Linked DNA regions of Mus musculus: region 1 is linked to region 2. Evidence: chromatin contacts called from public Hi-C data. All regions are on one chromosome and are shown on one strand. The core of a region is the stretch at or near the end of the contact, and the rest is flanking DNA. Distances in the headings are between cores, read along the strand shown.

What was found. Hi-C and Micro-C count contacts between places; a contact is called where the count stands out from the background.
Region 1: a Hi-C map of centrocytes shows a contact between it and region 2, with 1.9 times the contacts expected there. The contact joins two enhancer-like sites. A contact is called at or near these places in 4 of 484 Hi-C or Micro-C datasets (bone marrow-derived macrophages, brown adipocytes, centrocytes and 1 more), 1 of 115 datasets of contacts at active chromatin or transcription factors (large pre-B cells) and 1 of 9 other capture datasets (embryonic stem cells).

What each region holds. Positions count from the first base shown.
Region 1 is chr3:52,726,827-52,733,755 of GRCm38.p6, reverse strand. No RefSeq gene overlaps it. Among named protein-coding and RNA genes, the nearest start is that of Gm22798, 7.5 kb to the right of the region's middle. Within about 2 kb of position 1,580, at least 9 of the 459 cell types and tissues checked have an H3K27ac peak or open chromatin away from gene starts, as enhancers often do. A contact at or near this core is called in centrocytes, where this site is marked.
Region 2 is chr3:52,391,882-52,399,295 of GRCm38.p6, reverse strand. No RefSeq gene overlaps it. Among named protein-coding and RNA genes, the nearest start is that of Gm38537, 72 kb to the left of the region's middle. Within about 2 kb of position 2,760, at least 70 of the 459 cell types and tissues checked have an H3K27ac peak or open chromatin away from gene starts, as enhancers often do. A contact at or near this core is called in centrocytes, where this site is marked.

The sequences.
Region 1 (6,929 bases), core at 331-2,830, 340 kb before region 2:
AAAACACCCAGGTCAGCTGTGGGGCTGGAGGCTAAGGAAATCTCAAAGCTCATGTGTTTAGTACCTTAGCCTACTTACTATTGCTACCACGAACGTATCTTAGATGGGATAATTTATGTAAGGATGTTTTATTGGATTGTAAATCTGGACCCCGGAAGTTTAAGTTATCATACCGGCTTCTCCTTTGCATCCCATGAGCATCTGCCTGCTGCATCAAAACATGACAGAAAGAATGGCACGTTGTGAAAGAGCAAGCATGCTAAATCAGGTCCCTCTGCCTCTTGTCATAAAGCCACAAATGCCATCATATCATGGGCATCCTCCCTTCTAATCTGGCCTAATTTCAATTACCTCCCGAAGCCCCACCTCCAGACAGCTTTAACATGTGAATTGAGGGATTGTCTTGTCAACACATTCAAACCATAGTACTTATGTCCTTTCATTCAGTAGTTTAACCAAGGGAGAACTAACAGACAGCACACATATAGAGTGCCCACAGCTCATAGGAAATGCCCCAAATGATGTAAGATATAAATAGTAGCTACCAGCATGAAAATCCTACAAGATTTGAGGCAGGAATCAAGTCAAGCCAAAGAGAACAATGAACACACCCTTGCAAGATATGATGAAACCAACTCATTTGTGGTTAAGTTTTCCATTTGATAAGCCTTATGATTAGCCAGGCAATGTTGTGAAATGATTATGGCCAGTGTACCAACCCACACAGAGAAGAAGAAAAAAAGCTCGTGATCAGCCACAGAAGATTGTCCTGTGGGCATATCCCTGTCGAGGAGAAGCCGAGGGACAGGACTCAGATAGGCAGAGTAGCTGGGTAAAGTGTTGGATGAAGTACACTCGGTGACACTAGTGAAAGTCCTGTGATGGGGAGAACATGATCAAGAGAAGTGGTCATTTTCTGGTTAATGTTATCTGTTTACAGAACAAAATCACAAGTGTCCCGGGTCATCCTTCATTTACAGGATCACTCTGTACTGTGTCGACCTGATTAAACGAGATTTCGCAGAGCTGTCCAGTGAACTCACGCTACAGAGTACTCACCAGCCTAGATGCTGGCCGCTCTAAGTGCTTTATAATTTTAGGTCATTTAAGCCTCTCAACAAGCCAGTGGTGTGACTCTTGCTGCCTCTTACACACATGAGGATGCGTCCTCGCATCCATGACCCCTAGTGCTGCAGACAGGCGTAATGATTTCAGACATTCTCCTCCTCATCCTCAACACAATCTCATGAAATGAGGCTCTACTACGGCCTCTTTTCCATGGACAAGGAAAGGAAACAGAGGCACTGGATGTAAGACTTGCTTGGGAAGGCAGGTTCAGGTGAAAGGCAAGCAGACACTCTGATCCATGGACTATGTATGCTCTTTAGCACTGACTGCAGGACTGCAACCCCCTCCAAGGGATGAGTGGCAGAAATGGGGTTATTTCCACAAGCCTCTCAATAGAAAGTCTGAGACATTAGCCTAAAACCCCATAGGGACTGTGTGGTGGTTTGAATATGCTTAGCCCAGGAAGTGGTACTATGAGGAGGTATGGCCATGTAGGAGTGGGTGTGGCTTTGTTGGAGTAGGTGTGGCCTTGCTAGAGTAGGTGTGGCCTTGCTGAAGGAAATGTGTCACTGTGAGCATAGGCTTTATCCTAGCTGCCTGGAAGCCAGTCTTCTCCTAGTGGCCTTTAGATGAAATTGTAGAACTCTCAGCTCCTCTTGTACCATGCCTGGCTGGACAGTGCCATGCTCCTGCCTTGATGACACTGAACCTCTGAAACCATAAGCCAGCCCCAATTACATATTGTCCTTATGAGAGTTGCCTTGGTCATGGTGTCTCTCCACAGCAGTAAAACCCTAAGACAGGGTGTCCTGCTCACTAAATGCTCTCTGGCTCCCTGGAGGCTCAGAGGTCATCTCAGCTCTGTCTTTCTAGTGCCACTTTCTGTCTTAGGCAGTAGCAGCAGTTTATGGGCTGGCTTTCAGATTTCCACATTGCACAGAAGCAGGACGTGCTTCTGCTATAAAGGGACCGGAGAGGCCATAATCCTTCCTTGGCCAATGCTGGTTAAATAATCCCCCTCCCCCTGCTTGCCTGGCAGGTTCTCTCTGTGCTAACCAGTGGTTTTACTGTTCTACCGTGGACTCATGTCAACCTGTCTGCCCACTTGTTTTAGATTAGTAATTGGAATTGATTATGCAACCTCACAGACAAGCAGTCTCCATCCACCTTTCAAAATGTGGGTGAGAGCAAATGAAGGTGGGGGGCTGGGGCCACCCCTTTCTCTGCAGGCCACCTGGGGAAGGGCATGTGAAGGAGCTGAAGCAGAAAGTCCAAAGTCATGGTCCTCCATGCCGAAGGGAAACAGCACCATTCCTTCATGATAACTAAATGGTTTTCATTTGACACAAGGACCTCCAGAGGCTGGTATAGCACAGAGAGCTGGCAGAGGAGGAGGAATATGACACTTTCAGATTATGCTATGCAAATTAGTTTGGTCAAGGAAAGAAGTGGGAGAGTCAAGTTCAGGGTGTGAAATGTGACCTGGGGCTTTGTTTCCTAGGCAATGCTGGAGCTCCATCAGGATTGGTGTGTGGCCAGAGTAACAGGTTTATGGGATGGCAGCATCCTCTGCAATGTGGGACTGTGGGCCAGTGGGATCCCTGTCCTCCTGGAGAGGACCATCTCCAGGAGACTGTGAAAATACTGCTGTTAGTATGTACATCACTGGATGTCTAACACACAGTAGGCCCTCAGTGGGGGCCCAGGGTCCCTGTTAACCTTGATTTAAGTCACAGAAACATCTGAGCACAGGCGATTGTAGAAAAAGTATTTCCAGAAGGCTCTGAGGACCCTCGCAGCCTAACTCATTTGATCTGAGGATTTTGCACAGAGTGGTTCACACGGCTTGTTTTGCTAAGGTACACTTACTATTCACCTGGACAGACAGGAGGTGACTACTGACAATCCACAAAACTATACTTCACCTTCTAAAAGAATCTTTAAAGTTTTGTCTATTTATTTATTCACAGGGTGGACACCCATGCAGTGGCATGCATATGGAGGTCAGAAGACAACTTGCAGGGTCAGGTCGATCCTTCTGCCCCGTGGGTAGGAGAGACTAAACTCAGATCATGCTGGCTCAGCCTTTCCCTGCTGAGCCATCTCGACAGCTCCAGAGTTACCATTTGTAAATGCTGAAATGTTTTATGATAGATTATTTTATGCTTGGTATACATTCTCCTCTTTCTAATTTTTTTTCCAAATGTGGAAAAGGGCAAATAGGATCAAGTGGAAAGAACAAACAGCCAAGACCACTTAATGAGAACTTAGAGTCGGTTCCCATAAGGATATTTATTAACTCTCCCATTCCTCCTTCTCAGAGGCCACATGATCACATCCACCAGCTGCCAATATAGAAAAAGTGGTTCTGATGACGTGACATACATTATCCTCGGGACTGCCTGTCAGGGGCCCCGGCAAACCATAGATCTTTCCTTCCTGCAGAGGTGCCAACGCACAAAGCCTGGAAGGAAATGGAGCTACTTGGAGCCAGGAAAAGGAACCTCCAAGGCTGATCTCAGGGACTTTAGGGCCTTGCTGAGGAACTGGTTTGTGCCCACTGTTGAAGCAGGCTCTGTGCAGAGGTGCAGCCAAGGGTGAACTGGTGGCAGCACCTGCTCTAGGTAGCTCTGTGCCCTCTGATTCCTCAGCCAGTAGCCATCCATGCTCTGCACAGACCTCACAAGAGAGGGTGGCATGTCTGTGAACCCCTACTGCAAACTCTGAAATCCAAAGCCTTCTGAGCTCTGACATGACACTACAAGTGGAAAGTTCCACACCTGACCTCTCGTGACAGGCTGTAGTCAAAACAAAAGGGTACTGAAAACATTGTACAAAGGGACCCTGAGACCGGGCAACTGTGTACATGAAACATTAAACAAAGTTCAGGATTCCACTTGATCTTACCTCCCTCCCCAAGATGTCTCATTACGGATATGCAAGTTTGCTAAAATTAAAAACTTGAAATTCAAACAAACCATTTCTGTTCCCAAGTATTTCTGACAAGCCAAATGTAGAATGACTTCTAAGAAAACTCACGTATTTACTATGGGAAAGCCATAAGACCAAGAAGCAAGATGGCAGTAGAGAGATAACTTTTAGCCAGTTCGTTGTTCTAGTGTTTCTGACACTGGTGGACAGGGTGGGGTCACTGTCAAGCAAGAGATGAAGCAGGAGGTTCAGTTCAGGGTGCAAGACAGGGTACTGGGAACTGGAGAAGCAGAGATACCAGGGCCAGAAGGCAAGGTAAGGAAGAGGAATGTTCTTGATACTCCACGTGACACTGCCCCAGTCTTCATGACAGATGCACAAGGTACCATTGTCTTCGTTGAGCACAAGATAAACAGGCTCCGCAAGATTAAGGAACTCAACCCGCATCACACAGCTCACAACTGACAATCAGGACTCGAATCCAAGTCCGCCTGATATGAAACCACCCTGAACTGCATATCAGAGGCTGAGAGAAGCAAGAGGTGTCCCTGTCTCCATGACGACAGACTCTCCAACTCAGCAAGAGTTGTTTCCCCATTCTGGCTCAGTGCTCTTCCTGCTCAGTGTCTGCAAAGGGGAGAGGTCGGGGGCCAGGCTGTCGCTGTTGTTATCATCTTTCCTCTACAGTTCTGTTTTCGAACGTTAACCTTGACATGTCACAGTCCCTGGTCTCTCCACAAGGCCATGCTAGAGCTGGCTCTTGCTGGTCAAGAGGGGCCTGGCCTCTCTGAGCTCTGCAGGAAGGCCCCTGTCTTATACCCTTCCTCTTGTCTTTTTTTCCCCTTCCTCATGACGCAGTGGGGGCTATTCCTGCCTGATCTGCTTGCTGAGCCTGTGTCTCCTCCCTCCTCCCTTTGTATATGCTTTCCACAAACTCTATTGGGTATCTGCTCTAGGGTCTTACAGATAACGGTGTGATGGAGATGGGAACGGATAACCCAAGGAAGCAGCCCCTGGACCATGGCATGTATGTGGGACCATGTATGTGGGATGAGGGGTTGTTGGGCATGGGTTGGGTGAATAGTTCACTGTCCTCTCTCAGAGGACACAGATCAGGTGACTCAAAATCCAGGCAAGGCAAGAGCAAAGAGCAGTGTCCCTATCTTAGAACTCTGGGTTGGGGGTGGGGAAGTAAGAGCTACAGGGAAACCTGGTAGGTGAAGGAGAAAGGTAGGGGCAGAGAGGGGACGGGACGCAGGTGAATTAGAGGTAGATCAGGAGACAGGAACACCACGTGATGTCATGTTTCTCACTGTGACAGCCATAGCAGCAGCGTAGGAAGCTCCAACCTCAACAGAACACAGTGGCTTCTCAGATTCTTCCTGGATTTAGAACAAAGGGTGATGCGTCATTGAGACCCTAGTTTGCTTATGATGGAGCTTGGCCATGCGAGAAAAACCAGCCATGTAAGCAGAGGGCTGGGGCTCAGAGTGGCCTGGTCATGGCTGCAGCCTAACCTTATGTATGCCTAGTGATCCGATCAATCACATCTGCAGAATGAAATCCCAACACAAGCTGCACATTGGTTGGAGAGATGGCTCAGTGGGTAAGGTGCTTGCTGTGTAAGTGCAAAGAGTGGAGTGTGGATCACCGGAACTCTTGGGACAGAAGGAGCTGGAAGGAGAAGGACAACTTCCTACAATCCCAGTGTTCAGGAAGCGGGGAGAGAGAGAGGCAAAGGCTGGACAGATAGACCACCTCATTGCTGAGCTCTGGGTTAAAGCGAGAGACAAGGAATGAGAAATTTCTTGGTAGACAGATAGGGGAAGGGTTGGGCAATAAAGTGGGTGGGTGGGGGGTACTCCCAAGATGGCTGCCTTCTTCCCTGATCTGGACTGAGGCAGTTTAAAACAAAGGGCTTGCAGGCTTTTTTCACCCACCAAGAGTCTCCCTGCTGATACCCTGACTCAGCAAGTTGGAGGCCAGATCAGGACATGCTACACAACTATTATGGGCCAATAAACCCTCCTATTTTCTTCAAACTGACCGACCCTACATTAGCGAGGAAAAGTGTTCAGAGACTTAAAAACTCCCTCCCCTGAGAGGAGACTGGATTTTTCAGCTTCTGGAATTCCAGGTGCCCCACCCCCTATCAGCTTTACAGGAGGTCCTTTTCTCTGTGTGTGCCTGCTTGCTCTCTCTCCCTCTCTCTCTCTCTCTCTCTCTCTCTCTCTCTCTCTCTCTCTCTCTCTGTGTGTGTGTGTGTGTGTGTGTGTGTGCGTGTGTGTGTGTGTGTTTCCTCACCCCCAATAAATACCTTTCTTCAACTGCTCATTCTATCTATGGTGTTTGAGATTTCTCCGCTGTTTCCTGTTGTCCTCAAGACTCCCTTGCCTTTTGATTCATTAACTGGCAGAGATATTCAACACTACCAACCTCTAGATTGTATCACAAATGAGACCCTGCCTCAGTGGGTAAGGTAAGAAATTCATTGAGGAAGACACAAAATATCAACCTGTGCCTCTACATGCATGCTCGCCCACACACATGTAAACATACACATGCAAACACACACATACAGGCTAAGGAAAATGATTTCTATATTCCAAAGGTTGGGCAGGATTTCTAGTTGATGGACACTTCACTGTACTGGAAGAGCGACACAAATGGTTCTGCGGGGAAAGGTCACTGCCTGTCTGGGACTCTCCCAGACCTGGCCTCAGTCTCTCTGTCTCTGTCTATCTCTCAGCCTCCCCATCTGCCTTCCTATCACATGCATCCTGGTCATGACCGGCATCCTTTCTCATATAACTGTAATATCATAAAACATTCTCTTGTGCTTTATGAGTACTCTAGCAAGCTACTTAATGTGAGAGGGTAATACCCCGATAGCCTGACGCTTGAGATCACTGAGTCAGATACCAGGTAGC
Region 2 (7,414 bases), core at 1,511-4,010:
TAACAAAAAGTCAAAGTCAAAAAGTCCTTTTGTAAGGGTCAATGGTTCACTGGAGAAGGATACTCCGGACTCAAATAGTATGTAAATGCAAAGAGTGTTTTATTCTGCAGAAGTCCAGCATGCTGGGGGCCTCCCATTACTGAGATAGAGAGACAACCAAATGAGCTCGCAGGCCTGATTTAAAGCACATTAGGGGATTCAGGGTATGTAACCTATATCTTGCTGCATCTCTAGGGACAATCCATTGCCAGGGCTTGGGGGCTGGAAACTGTCGCTGTGGAAGTAACTGAGGAGGTCTGAAAATGGCTGCTGACCCATTGTCCTTGCCTCAGGCCAGGTGGCATGGCAGCTTCTGAGGTGTGAACTTGCCCAGTTCTTGGAAATAGAGATTTAGGCCTTGTCTCCTGAACTGCCAATTTGAAACCTGTCATGGCATCAGTCTAGCCTGCTCACTTTAACTTAACTTCTTTCTCATTAATTAACTAGAGATAGTCCTTTTGGTAAATAGTCTCTAATTGATGTTAATTCCCAGCTGCCAGCAGAAAGGTCAGTGAGATTAGCCTGGGTGGGGAGTGGGGGGGTGGGGGGGGAGAGCAGAGCATATGGAGAAATGAAGAGGGAAGGGGTGAGGGGCGTGGATGGCCGGAGCAGAGGCTAAATGGTGTAGCTGCGGAGGTGGTTATAGGAAAAATGTTAAGATGAACACAGAGGCACCCTGGGCTGGCCTTCCCCCTCCAACAGGGAGAACACCGACCCTTGGGGTTTAGAGTTTGGCCTAATAGTTCACTCTCAGGTAAGGGTCACGCACTCCTCCTCAGGTTGTCTGGCTATAACCTTTGACCCCCACAACCTGTCTGACCTACACAATCATTTCAAAATGGGCTGATGCTTGCTAAAGCATCCCATGAAGAACAACATAGGCATGGGCTGAAACTCGGGAGGGAGCATGTACTAACAGCACCTAAGAGGCCTCCCGCCCATCAACTGTCTGCAAGGATGAAGAAGCTATGAGACATCAGAAAGCCCACAGGCCTAGTTGTGTACAGCAGCTGTTTAATGCACGGTAGTACATTTATCTGCCACCAAATCTGTGGCAGGTAAGCACACAGAGCTGTGAGCAGCCACTGTGCAGGGGATCCTTGTCACACGCAAGCAGCCCTGTCCTTCGAGAAGGCTGGAGCTCTCTTCGGCCCAGAGGAGACTAATCTCGCTTCTCTTCCTCTACAGAGGAGCACAAAGCAAAGGCCTTGCCCCAGCCCCACAGCTTGGCAAGAGAGAAAATAAAGAAGACCTTTTCTCTTCAAAGCTCTGGTGTCTTTGAACTTTTCGAAGAGCTTTTGGATGGCTGTTGTGCATTTTCAGGCAAGTAGTGGAGGGGAAGACAGTGTTTTGAATATGAAAGTGTACTGACTGGGCTCCTACCAGGGGTCACACTCACACTCTTGGGTCCCATGGGGTCCTCAGTTGTGAGAAGGCAGACAGAAGACACATAAGGAAACAGAAGCATAGTGGATGGTGGCAGGTGTCCTAAAAAACAAAACTGAGAAGGATAGGAGCTGGAGGAAATGTCTTGCAAGGTAGGACAAGGACCATAGAGTGGGAGCAAACTCGACTTAGCCACGGAAGGCAGAGAGGTCAGCCAGGTTGAAGGTTTGGGTGATAACAGGGAGGAGTGATATGCATACTTTTTAATGCGCAGCCATAAGACCAGTGGATTGCCTGGGATTGGCGCTGTAGACTTAAATTTAGGGTAAACAGGAACTATGCCCCCAGACAAGGTGAAAGGCCACCTGGGCCTGGCAGTCCCCAGCTGAACAAGCAGCTGACTGTGACAGTCAATCTGTCAAGTGGGTGGGCCTTCAGGCAGGAGGCTGAGAAGTAGGGTGGGACCCGAAACATAAATTAGAGGCAGAAACTCCCATGAAGAACTGAGAGGGGCCCGCTGTTTCTTGCTGCAGTATCTGGGTTGCCTCGCTTGCAAAGGTCCTCGGCCACCCACACCCTCTCCAGCCTGAGACCTGAAACAGACAAGCTGGGAGCCCCTCCACAGGCTCCCCATACAAATTCGTAGAGAAACAGAGCCCAGCAACGGCTCAGCTTCTACTTATCCTCCCAGCTAGCGTCTGTAGGACTCTTTCCTGTCCCTGGTACTGGACCAGATCCATGTCCTGGAGAGCAGACTGTGAGCACCTGTGGATAGAAGACAGGATAGGCCGAGTGCCCAGCTCAGGAGCTCAGCTCTACCTAATGCATGGAGTTCAATCCCCCACTGCATGGACTGTGTGGTGGTTCATACCTGTAATCCTAGCACCTTGGAGATGGAGGCAGGAAGGTCAAGTTCAAGACCATCCTTGACTTGATAGCAATCCTTGCATCCTTGATAGCAAGTTCAAGGCTAGCCTGGAACATGTGAGACCCTGTCTTAAAAATAATAATAATGTAAAAGAAGGGTATGTTTGCCGGGGGGCGGGGGGAACAGGCAGGATGTGGCCAAGGTTCAAGCTCCCAGATGTTGCTGTTGTGTGGAGATGACCCTCCACGAAGACAAATCGTTTAGGCAAGAACAACGTAAAAGTAGGTTTTGTGTCAGGTGTAACCGGCTGCGGCCTAGGCAGCTACTCCCAGACAAGGAGCCTTTCAGCTCAGTTCTGTGCTTTGTGCCAACAGCAAGCATGTCTGACGAGTAGGCCCCAGGGTCCTACCCTGCCCCCAGCCTTGGGCTCTACCTCAGAGGGAACCACAGAGCTGGAGAAGCAGCGGAAGCGTCTCTGTACTAAGTACAGTTATTATAAGGCGTGGCCCCCCAGCTAGACACCACCTTCTCTATTATTTTGACAGCGTGACTTCCTGTGATATTACCAAGTGACTCTTGTCCTGTCAGTAACACAGGCTCACACCTGGGTTTCTTCTCTTCTCAGCCATACACATGACATTTAAAGCATCATCAAAAAGGGTCTTGAGGTTTGGGAGGAGTGGTGGCTAAAGGCTCTGAAAATATCACTTCCTGTCTCAGCAGCGACGCAGGTGCATGCAGCAGCCCAGATACTCCTGACAGGAGCTCAAGGGACTTTAAGGCCAGCCGGCCCCCAGTGAGCCTTCTGAGGGCTGTCAAATGGGCTCCAGACCTGCCCCAAACCATGAGCCGCCGTTTCCAATCCTGTGCTCTGTCTGCCCTTTAGTTCCATGGGTCCTTGCGCAGATTGCTTGCTCCAGCTGCCTCCCAGATGAGCAGCTGGCACAGGGATCCCAGAGCGTGGCCCAGCATCCATCCAGCTCCCTGGTGTTGAAGTGTGGACTTACACCGTCCTCAGGCTGAATCCGAAGACCTTTGTGGAACGTTCAGTGAAACCAGGCATCTTCCCCACAGCTGGGAAGACTCTTACCTTGCCTTCCCCCTAGAGCTCTCTTCGGTAGCCTAGCTTCCCTGGAAGTTGCTGGATCTGTGCTGGGAAAGATGGGATTTATGAGCATGAAAGCAGAACAGAACTCACATGTTCTGTAACGCTCAATATCTTCGACATTGTTCGTGGCGCGTGCTCTTCCGCAGAGACCACACAGGGACCCATGGGAATGGCTGGGGTAGGCTAAAAAGGCACAGGGAGTGCGCTGGCTAGATTTATGTCAACTTGACATAAACTATAGTCAACTGAGGAGAGGAGGGAACCTCAACTAAGAAAATACCTCCATAAGATCAGGCTGTGGGCAAGTCCATAGAGCATTTTCTTAATTAGTGATTGAATGGGGAGGGCCCAGCCTATTGCAGGTGGTACCATCCCTGGGCTGGTGGCCCTGGGTTCCATAAGAAAGCAGGCTGAGCAAGCCATGGGGAGCAAGCCGGTCGGCAGCAGCCTACCATGGCTTCTGCATCAGCTTCATGCCCTATTTGAGTTTTTGCCTTGACTTCCTTCAATGGAGCAGACACCTAATAAGCCATTTTCTTCCCGACTTGTTTTTGGTCACGGTGTTTCATCACAGCAATAGTAACCCTACCTAAGACAGGGAGAGGCTCCTAACTAGCCCTCCGTGCTTGGAAAGGGAAAGGGGAAGACAAGTTCCCAGGGCAACTAAGAATTGAACTGATTTAAAAATTTAATAATAGTTAGGCAGTTTGGCATTGTAGATAGGGGCAGCAGGAATTGCCAAGATCCAGCCCCAGAGGCAAGGGCATGATGATAAGGCCAGGTCACAGTACACATGGGGCAGTGAGGAGTTTTAATCAGAGGAGCACAGGTAAAGCTAAGCCAATTTCCTAAGGATCAGGGACAACAACTCAGAGGGCATGGGGTAGGCCTATACTGGATCCCTGCTTATAGCAATGATTTAATTCCAGAAGAGATACAGAATGGTCTAAGTCTCTATTCTCTCATCTGTTAAGATGGGCCCAGTGATGGCCACCTGGGTCCCTAGGGTTTCGCAAACGAATAAACGTCAAGTGGTGAGCGAGCGTCATAAGCAGAGAGGTTGGATCTCAGTTTGTGCTTTTGGAATCATTAGCCCAGCGGTATCTGGAAAGAGGGCTGGAAGGATGGCAGGTGACAGGGACGAATCTGGCCCCAGGAGTGCACACACAGATGCACTCACTTTCCCATGGATGGAGAAGAGACGTCAGACTGTTTGACACTCATTCACTGACCCACCAAAAGGAGAGAGACCGCACGGGAAGTGAGCCCTGCCCCAGCTCATACCTTGCAGGGCTCAAGGGCCATGAACCCGTCGCTTCATGCTGCATGTTTAAGTGTTTGCCCTCTGCGTGGACACTATATCTCATAACACCAGTAGTGACTAATCCGGCTCTGTCCTCCGTGCTTTAACTGTCCAACTTGTTTGTTCCCCCTAAGGTAGATATTAGCACTGTCCCCTTTTTAATGGATGGAGAAGCTAGATGCTAAGCCATCAGAGAACTTAGCCCAAGTTCACCCAACTAGAAAACTGGTAGGAGTTCCGGGAAGCTTGTAGTCCAAAAGAGCAGCCCCCATAACTAAAGGACCAGACTAGTGGTTCTCAACCTTCCTAATGCTGAGACCTTTTAATATAGTTGCAGTGCCCCACCCCCGACAATACACGTATTTTGTTTATGCTTCATAACTGTAATTTTGCTGCTGTTATGAATTATGATGTAGATATCTAATATGTGGGATATCTGATAATATGCGGGATATCTGATATGAGACCCCTATAGGGGTTGCAACCCTCAGGTTGAGGATCACTGGACTAGAGAGTTCCCCAGAAGATCTGGCTCTCATATGGCCAGGGTTGCCCTGGAAGAAGCATGGCTGTCATGTTAAGGCCCTTGGGGAAGGTAGGTTCAGAGAAAGGGGCCCCTCTGCGCAAGGGAGACACAAACCAGCACCTCTTTCCCATGGATAACAGCTTGGCTATCTAAGATGGAGAATCTTCCTTTCCCCATGGAGATGGTACAGCTACTTAGGAAGGACAGGGCTTTTGCTGTGAGAAATACAAGCTCAGAGCCAGAGGGGAGGAGTCCAAAACTGAACCTGTCGACCCTGAATGGAGTATAGTAAAGAGATCTCAGGGCTTGACAGTAATGAGGAGTCTTCAAAAGCTGGACCCCCAGCCCCCTGGCCCCTTTCTGCTCCTAGCCCCTTGACGTAAGTGTCATTCATATTCTAAGGGGCTCACCAATGCCAAAGTCCAGAAGTTCTGGGCATAAATCCAGAGGTTACTCTTCCAGTTTGTCAGTTGCCGGTCGGTCTCCGGTTCTAGGACAACTTTGTCGGGGAGAAGAACGTGTGCTCAGATCTAGGCAAGATTTCACTGAGGAGGTGGGTGGCCGCCGTGAAAATGCCATCCTGACTCAGCCCAATGTGGGAAAGCAAAGAAAAACAAAGGATTAAACAGCAGCTGGCCTGAGGACAGTCTTTCCAGGGCCTGCTGTACTGTGCTTCCGGTCCGAGAGAGGAAGAGGTTTCCAGCTGGAATGAACGCCACCAGCTGCCCGGGTCTCCCCTCCCTAGAAAAACTTTTTCTGATAGCTACTGAGTGGGGAGGAGACGCTAGACCAGCAGAGGTTCACAACTTGTGTGTCCTGACCCCTTCACAGGGGTCACCTAAGATCATCAGGAAACATAAATATTTACATTATGATTCACAACGGTAGCAAAATTACAGTTATGAAGTATCAACAAATATCTGGCTCTGTGTGTGTTGGGGGGGGGTGGTCATCATAATGTGAATTAAAAAGGGTTGCAGCATTAGGAAGGTTGAGGACCACTGAGCTAGGGAGACTATGCGAGCATCCTTCATCCCAATCCTGCCTCTACCACAGGATAAAAGAACAAGAAGTTCCCTTGCTTTGGATGGGATTGTAAGAGGGCCCTTTGCCTCTGACCACCGGAGCCTCCAAGCTCCTGGAAAATGCAATTCTCTTTCTTCCTTTCTTTCTTTCTTTCTTTCTTTCTTTCTTTCTTTCTTTCTTTCTTTTTTTTTTCTTTCTTTCTGTTTTTACAATGATAGAAATTCTAAGGATGTTGGTTGAGGCAACAACTTAAGGGGAAGCTAGACACGCCAAGTTGAGAACCTAACTGCCTGAGAGACCAACTTCCCCTAGGTCCCCCAGGGAGTAGTTTAGAGTTCTGTGCCTTATTTCCTCCAAGGTGGAAAAGAAAGGTAACAGACTCTGACCTACCTCTTCTGAGTGTTGTAAATAAGAATAACTAAGGCAAGCACGGCACATTTGAAAGTAAGAGGCACTTGGCAATAGCAAACATGCATTTCTGCTTTTATCTTCCACAGTCTCAAGTAGAGAGACAGTCCCCGCATGGTTGTGGGGACGGGACTAGCCATGTGGCTGACTTTTGAGATGAGCTACAGGGCAGCTCTGTCAGGGCCATCAGAGTTGTCCTGGGGTTCCAAGCTGACAATTCTAAATCCACTTGCATCTGCTTAGCTTTCTAGAGCAAAGGGTGCCCAAGTCTGCAGCTCTACGCAAGGAGCCCAGGGTGACAAAGGCTGGAACATCTTTGGGACTGCTGCTGGCTTGCTTTGAAAAACCCAAACAATCTTTTTTTTTTCTTCAAAGACTCTGCTTGTATTCATCATCATTATAAAAACAGCCGAATCTTAGAGGTCTGCAACTGCAGCTAACTAACGCATACAAAATAGACTTTCTGGGGCCGGAGACAGGGCTCCATGGTGCAAAGCATAGGCTGTTCTTCCAGAGCCCTGGGCTTGATTCCCAGGACCCACATGGTGGCTCACAACCATCTGTTACTCCAACGACAGGAGAGCCAGTGCCCTTACCTGGCCTCTGCAGGGACCAGACATGCCAATAGTTCATACAAGCATATGGCACGCATACATAATAAATAAAAATTGTTTTTAAAAGTTAAATATTTTCAACGGGCTTTCTGTAAGGGGGAGGGGGACAGAATAATGTTCTAAAGCTCTTGTTGTG